2 separate regions of the Bombyx mori genome follow, and region 2 is linked to region 1. The links are chromatin contacts, called in public Hi-C maps. All regions are on one chromosome and are shown on one strand. The core of a region is the stretch at or near the end of the contact, and the rest is flanking DNA. Distances in the headings are between cores, read along the strand shown. Region 1 overlaps LOC101745441 (protein lin-54 homolog). Region 2 overlaps LOC101739047 (ubiquitin conjugation factor E4 B).

The links. Hi-C and Micro-C count contacts between places; a contact is called where the count stands out from the background.
Region 2: a Hi-C map of midgut shows a contact between it and region 1, with 2.1 times the contacts expected there. The contact joins two enhancer-like sites. A contact is called at or near these places in 2 of 7 Hi-C or Micro-C datasets (middle silk gland and midgut).

What each region holds. Positions count from the first base shown.
Region 1 is chr3:10,700,645-10,704,533 of ASM3026992v2, reverse strand. It overlaps LOC101745441 (protein lin-54 homolog), which reads left to right. Exons shown (of 21, transcript XM_021351721.3): 13 at 527-597; 14 at 1,948-2,091; 15 at 3,118-3,270. Among protein-coding and RNA genes, the nearest start is that of LOC101745584, 9.4 kb to the right of the region's middle. Within about 2 kb of position 2,088, at least 3 of the 8 cell types and tissues checked have open chromatin away from gene starts, as enhancers often do.
Region 2 is chr3:10,824,015-10,827,903 of ASM3026992v2, reverse strand. It overlaps LOC101739047 (ubiquitin conjugation factor E4 B), which reads right to left. Exons shown (of 19, transcript XM_004931647.5): 8 at 3,173-3,293; 9 at 2,230-2,361; 10 at 1,179-1,376; 11 at 1-59. Among protein-coding and RNA genes, the nearest start is that of LOC101739047, 13 kb to the right of the region's middle. Within about 2 kb of position 1,698, at least 4 of the 8 cell types and tissues checked have open chromatin away from gene starts, as enhancers often do.

The sequences.
Region 1 (3,889 bases), core at 839-3,338:
TGTTTATTGTCAATCTTTTGTTATTGCTCAGTCTGTGGTCGAATAGAGAATAGGTTAATATTGTATATATTTAATATTATTTGTTTATAGGGTAAACTTGGCAAAATCTGTGATTTTAGGAGTAGAATAGCCTTTGACAATAGAACTTTAATAATGTTCAAACTTATAATTTAAATTAATTATAGTCGAATTTCGACTACTGCGGGACCACTAGTTTTTATAAAACTCTAAGATGTTACTCTGACCGTGTCTAGATGAGAAGTCATTGTGTTTTAAACATTTAAATAAGCATTCCAATATTCGAAATCTGTAACCTTACATGTGTCAAGTGCTACCTGCCATTGCTTACATATTCAAACTCCAACACATTTAAATTCTAAAATCCAGAACATGTTTTAATTCGTTTTGAAAATTCGAAATTAAGTCATCTTTGTGTCATTTCAGTCATTTCGTAAACATAATATTAATTTGAATGTAATTTCTGACTAAGATTTTAAAATGTTTTTATTTCGTTTCCGTGGCCCAGTGACCGTGAAACCCGATCGCAAGCTGGTGAGGATAGCTCCGCTCACCAGCAAGAGTGGAGCCGCCGCGACGGTGAGTTTGTCCTCTTTTAGGAACTGTAAACAAAATTACTTAAAAAAAATTGTTGAATGTCAAGTCGAAATACTTCATTTACACCTTCGCTCAACGTGTCGAGTATTCACAGTTTACATAAAACTAATGATAATTTAAACACGAGAATATATCGATTATAAATATTTCTTCTAATAATTAATGTAACTCGATAAGTCCTATGGAAATTTTGGAATGTCATAACAAGTTCGACTTCTAAACGTGTCATCATTTATACATTTCAAATCGATTTCAGTTGTTTGGTATGTGTATGGAATTGAACATCATTTTCACAGACGTTAAGACGTCCAATTAATTTGATAATTTTTACATGCACCAAAAACCGATTAGGATATAATACTTTTTTTATAACTTCGTTCTGTCATTTTGACCAGTTTAATCTTTAAGCATGTTTTAATTTTTAAACTTCTTAATACGATTTATTTTTATAACTTAGGATACTTTTACAGATTTGAAATCACTACGTCCTAGAATTCGTTTAGTTACTGTCTTGTGCAGACGAACTCACAGCTCATCTGATGTCAAGCTCTTCTTTGAATCCTTAGACACTAATGAAGGCCCACGCCGCATCAGTTCTTTTTAGATAATATGTAATGTTCGTTGTGGATGAGTTGAAACTGCCAATGAAATTGTTAAAATTATGTTGTATCTGGCGATATATACGAGCAACTTGGCGTCGCTCGGTGACGCAGGAGCTAGGCGTCTTGAGCATGATGTGGGAGGAGCTAGAACAGACTACCTAAGATCGCCCTACTTTGAGCCCTACATCTCAGCAGAGGGTAATAGGAAAGAAAGAATAAGAAGATGGGAGATATTAATTAACACTTATAAATGTCGATACGAACGGAAAGGAAGTGCTTGTATTTCTTTCTAATAATGAGTGAGAAGTTTTTGGCGGAAAGTTGTGTGATTTGTTTTATTTTGTCTATTTAGTGTTTCTTCAGGTTTAAATGTGTAATAACGGTAGTTTATTAACTGTTTAGTATCTGAAAGTGCACAAATATGGGCAAATCAAATAAAGCCGTTGAACGTAACTTCTCGGGATCTTCCAAAAAGTCCACTGAAAAAGTCTCAGTAAATGACCACCATTTTACTGAGATTATATTTCATACTATACCATACCATATCATCTCATTTCATTTCACTTCATATTATCATTTTTCATAAAAAAAAAGAATATAAATTAAAGTAAGACTTGACTTAAAGGTCTTAGTTACCAGGTCATAAAATCCCCTTAAAAAAAAAACTAATGAGTGATGTGTTTCAGACTAGTGTAGTGTGGATGTGACATGCCGAAATATTTGTGCGCAGCAACCGACGCCGGCGCGGCCGCCGCAGAGCCTGCTGGCGCCGCTGTCCCCCGCGCTCGTCAAGCGGGAGCCCGAGCCGCGCGACCACGACCCAGACGACGTCAAGCCCGCCCTGCGCGACCACGTGCAGCCAGACAACCTGGAGGTATCCTCCTTTACGCACTAGTTATTACGTGTCTACACTTCGAAGTGCGACTTCTCTAGTGCTGTGGTTAGCGCCGTTGACCCCAAAACGCAACGTTTGAAATTCAACGCAAGCGAAAGTGTGCGTGGTGGAAATGGTTGCTTATGTGACAGCAATACGACAATGTTCAATGTTCAGTTTGAACTGTTTTTTTTATTTTATTTTTATTGCTTAGATGGGTGGACGAGCACACGGCCTACCTGGTGTTGAGTGATTGTCGGAGCCCATAGACATCTACAACGTAAATTCCGTCACCCACCTTAAGACCTTGTGAGTCCGCACGGGTAGGTACCACCGCTCCGCCTATTTCTGCCGTGAAGCAGTAATGCCTTTCGGTTTGAAGGGTGGGGCAGCCGTTGTGACTATACTGAGATCTTAGAACTATATCTCAAGGTGTGTGGCGCATTTACGTTGTAGATGTCTATGGGCTCCAGTAACCACTTAACTCCAGGTGGGCTGCGAGCTCGTCCACACATCTAAGCAATAAAAAAAAAACATGAGTTCTAAGGTCTCACTTGTACAATGGCCTTCAAACCGAAACACATTACTGCTTCACGGCAGAAATAGGCAGGATGGTGGTACCTACCCGCGCGGACAAATTATATTTTTGGGGGTTTGATTTTTATTACACGATGTTATTCCTTCACCGTGGAAGTCAATCGTGAACATTTGTTGAGTACGGTATTTCATTACAAAAATTGGTACCCGCCTGCGGGATTCGAACACCGGTGCATCGCTCAACTCGAATGTACCGGACGTCTTATCCGTTAGGCCACGACGACATCAAATTTAGTTTCGAGTTTAACGAATACGATGTTATTTTAAATCTAAGTACATCAAACATATTTGAAATAATGTCGTATATAATAATTTCGTTTTAAATATACGTATATAATATATGAAATGAAAAATGTGAAAACTATGCTACAAAAATTAATAAATTTTTAAATGTACATCTGTTTATATCTTTTTAAATTTTATGTATAGGGTCAAATAATGGGTGAGAATGCGGATAGTATGGACAACAGCACAGGAAATAACGTCGAACACCCGCTAATTGTGATACCGAATTTCCAACATGAGGAGTATGACGACAGGGAAATTGTATACGAGCAAGACATCAAGACGTCTATCAACATGGTTAGTGCATTAAAACAAACCTATCGAATAGTTTTTTTTTTTTTTTTTTTTATTACACTTCATGTAAAATTTACATTGGCGGACTTAATGCCTAAGGCATTCTCTACCAGTCAACCAAAGGTAGTGCAGAGTAAATAGTGGTAGGTGCAATGAAATTTATATTAAGCTATGAATACATACAAAAAAAAGTATATCTACATATATACAAAATCACATATACATATACATACATACATATATACATACATACATACATACATATAATAGTTTATACAGTATTAAAAGGAATATATTAATAAATTTCCTTAACAAATAACTTCATCTTAATAAGTTCATGACGATTCCGCTAACTTTTCCAACAACATTCGCCGAACCCTTAACTTGAACGTGCAGCGGTTAGTAATAGTCCTGATCTCGAGAGGAAGCGCATTCCATAGCAGAACAGATTGCACGACGAAAGAGTTACGAACATAACTAGAAGTTAATAGTATTGGTCGTAAAAAATATTCTTTGTCTTAACACTATTCATTCTACTAGTGGTCCTCGGTAGTGGAAATTCGACTGTAATTAATTAATATTGAAATTATAAGCTTGTACACTATTATGATGCTATTGTCAA
Region 2 (3,889 bases), core at 449-2,948, 120 kb before region 1:
TGAGGAGCCACGTTATGATTGGATCCTCTATGTATTCAGCGACTATTTGAGGTACGTATCTGGAAATGGACAACAAATAACATTATCTATAAATTAACACGTGAAGAAAAAACTTTGCACACCTTTTAATTTTACGAAAATTGCGCAGACAGAGGACTATGAAATTTCCCATAGTTATAGAGAATATAGAGGAGTGCAGAAGGCTAATATTTTTTTTAAATTATGCCTAAAAAATACATTAAATCAATAAAAAAACATTACACACACTACCATTGTATTTGACGCATACACACGCATGCTTGCATACTATTTATTTACTGTCAAACTTTTGTTCTTGACGTCTGTGGTCAAATTGAGAATAGATTAAATATTCTTTGTCTTTATTAATATTTTTCTATAGTTTGTAGTCTAGGCGAAATTTGTAATTATAGAAGTATAATTGCGGGGGCGTTAATAATGAGAATCTTTGTGGGGCTGAGAAATAATAATGTTAATTTTATAAGCTCAACGAAGCGGACGGGTACAGCTAGTAGAAGTATCATATTGACAATAGAACCACAATAGTGTACAAACTTATAATTTCAATTAATTATAGTCGAATTTCGACTACCGGGCGACCACTAGTTATTATTATTATTCCGGTGTCAACCTCTATTGTGTTTTAGCAGATATTAAGCTTATACATTTTTTGTATAATACAGGAGAATGTTGTTAGACGAGGCCACGACCGTCAGCTTTGAAGATTATCTACGCAAGGAGGAGCTTACACAATCTGGATTATAGCTTTTCATACAAAATAAACTTCCAATTTGAATTGCTGTTCGTTCAGTCTCGCTACAACTCGAGAACGGCTGGACCGATTTGGCTAATTTTGGTCTTGAATTATTTGTGGAGGTCCAGGGAAGGTTTGAAAGGTGGATATGAAAATGCTCGGAATTAAATAAAAATAACAATTTTGTTTTTCCTTAGCTGTGTCCCCCGTCGGCGAGATTCCTTTTGTATATTTTAAGTTTATTTTATACAAAAGTTTAGGTCTTTTATTTATCGATTGAGGCACTACGAAGTCTGCCGGGTCAGCTAGTTCCTGAATATATATTTTCACTTTACACTTTAAAACTTAAGAAAACAAAATGTTACCAGACATGCTAAAACCTAAAAGCATAGTTTATGAGACTCACTGCACAGCGAAGAGCATGAACTCGGCGACGTCCTCGACGTACCACTCGGGCGTGGCGCGGAAGGCGAGCGCCGGCGGGCCCTCCCCGGCGGACGCGTCCAGCTGCCGCGACAGCAGCGCGCACACTGACGAGTAGAACTGCACGCTGCGCCGCATCACCTCGCCCTCCAGCAGCGCCGTCTCCGCGCACTGCTTCGATCTAGCACCCACCGACAAACTGTTATGTGACAACCTGTACCGGGTCTTAACAAGAGAGGCGACATAGGTTCTGTTATCGCTTACACGGGTCAACGATCTCACGACCACCTGGGGTTAAGTTATTAAGTGAGAATAACGACTGTCCCACAAAAAAAATATGGAGGAGAGTAGCAGCCGCCCCTGCTGAAGATTGAAAACGCAAGAAAGAAGAGAAGAGAAGAGGGAAGAAGAAGGAAAGTCCCACCCATCACTACCTCAAGCCTGCCCTACAACATCCTGCAGCGCATCACCCCCACCTCATTAGGCAGGGAGATTCAGCCCGGGCAGAGGGGTTCCTCCAAGGCCCACTCCGTGCCCCCGCAAGAGGGTACGACGACCCTCCTTCCCTTGTCCCGCATTTGGAATTGGAACGCACGAGGGCTTTGCAGCAAAATTAGACAAGAGGATAGTGGACGTTCGACATGTTTGTTTCTTGAATAATGGCCATCCCCCCTGCTTTACGACATATTATTATACCTGTTTAAGATGATCCCATCATCTAATTTTACAATCGCATCGCCCGCCACCGGAATAGAGTTTATCCATACTACCTAGAACCACTGCGTTCATCCACAGTGTGATTCCAGAGATCTTATTTGCCACGTATCATCCGGCTTTGGAAAGAGCTCCCCTCCACGGTGTTTCCCGAATGCTATGACATGTCCTTCTTCAAACGAGGGTTGTGGATAGTACTTAACGGTAGGCAGTGGCTTGACTCTGCCCTTGGCATTGCAGAAGTCCATGGGTGACGGTAACCACACACCCTCAGGTGGGCCGCATGCTTGTCTGTCTACAAGGGCAATAAAAAAAACTACCTGTGTAGACGTTTGATCTGCCTTCTCCAACGTCTCAGTAGTTCTCGATTCCGCAGAGCTGAAAAACTGTTTCTCCATTGTGGTTCTGCAGCCATCAGTTCCTCGATTACCTTCTGTAGGTCACGGAAAGCGCTGTAAATTGAAGAATCAAAATTATTTACTATTTTTCGTGGATTTTTTTATATATAGGTATGTATGGTCTTGGAATTCATGAATGCGGCTTCCAGATCGATTTAGATCGTACGTGACCACCGCCGCTCTTGGACATTGGCAATGCCGATATAACCGCAAAGGACTCCTCAACCTTGTTCTTTTATTTCCTTTCTAGGTAGACGAGCATAGGCCCGTCGGTGAGTGGTTCTTCTTCTTCATCATTGTCCTCACTGCCGAGGATCGCGACCAAATGTGACTTTCCTCCACACTGAACGATTATGGGTGGTATGGACCGCATGGTATATACTACCACAAACCCTTTCTTCACCAGATCTGACCATCAATTTTTTTATTGCTTTGATAGGTAGACGCGCTCACAGCCCACCTGATGTTAAGTGGTTACTGGAGCCCATAGACATTTACAACGTAAATGCGCCACCAACCTTAAGGTATAAGTTCTAAGGTCTCAATATAGTTACAGGCGGCTACCCCACCCTTCAAACCGAAACGCATTACTGCTTCACGGCAGAAATAGGCGGGGTGGTGGTACCTACCCGTGCGGACTCACAAGAGGTCCTACCACCAGTTAATCTAGCTGGTGAGTGGTTATATATAACATAACTCGTCTACATGCTAATTAACTCACCCCAGTGACAGATCGATTTTGTAATTTGGCGGCTCGACGGCATGGTATTAAGCTTCCTATAGAAATTATGATGAAAATACACAGAAAAATTCCGAATTCTATACAAACAAGGGTAGCAACGGCGGCAGTCGCCGGTTAACCTACCGAATACGTCTTTGATGTGTGTGTAATGCAGGAATGAGTGCCACGTGATGCATGTGCAGCGTCAGGAACCAACAAACAGTCTGGAATTTAGCCTCGGGCCACTTGTGGTTCGGATCGTTATCTGAAAGAACAGATTATACTATGTATTTCATTTGTCTTACCGATTTCGTATGTGCAAAGATTTCTTATACGTATCATAGACATCGTTTTTTTTTTTCAAGTAATCACCGAAAATCGCGTTATTTCGTCTTTTTAGTTGTTAAGTGGTTACTGGATTCCATAGATATCTACAAAGTAAATGCGCCACACACCTTGAGATATAAGTTCAATGAGCTCAGTATGGTTACAACGGCTGCCCCACTCTTCATACCGAAACGAATTATTGCTTCACGGCAGAAATAGACGGGGTGGTGGTACCTACCCTTGCGGACTCACAAGGTCCTACCACCAGTAAAGAGATGCAAATCTTAAATGCAAGTTCTTTTAGTCGCCGCTTCGCGAATGCAATTCTCTTACCGGATCGGAATCGCGGCCCGCTGAGAAGATGCGTAAATAGACGTAAACAATGTTTAACTGTTTAGGCATATTTCAGGGCTAATGCAAATTACAATATCCTAACTTAATATTTATATGTCGGAGACGGTCATTAGTTTGGTAGCTAAACAAAACTCGTACGATTTCCGAGACATGGCAGCACGATTGCGGTATCTTCGAAAC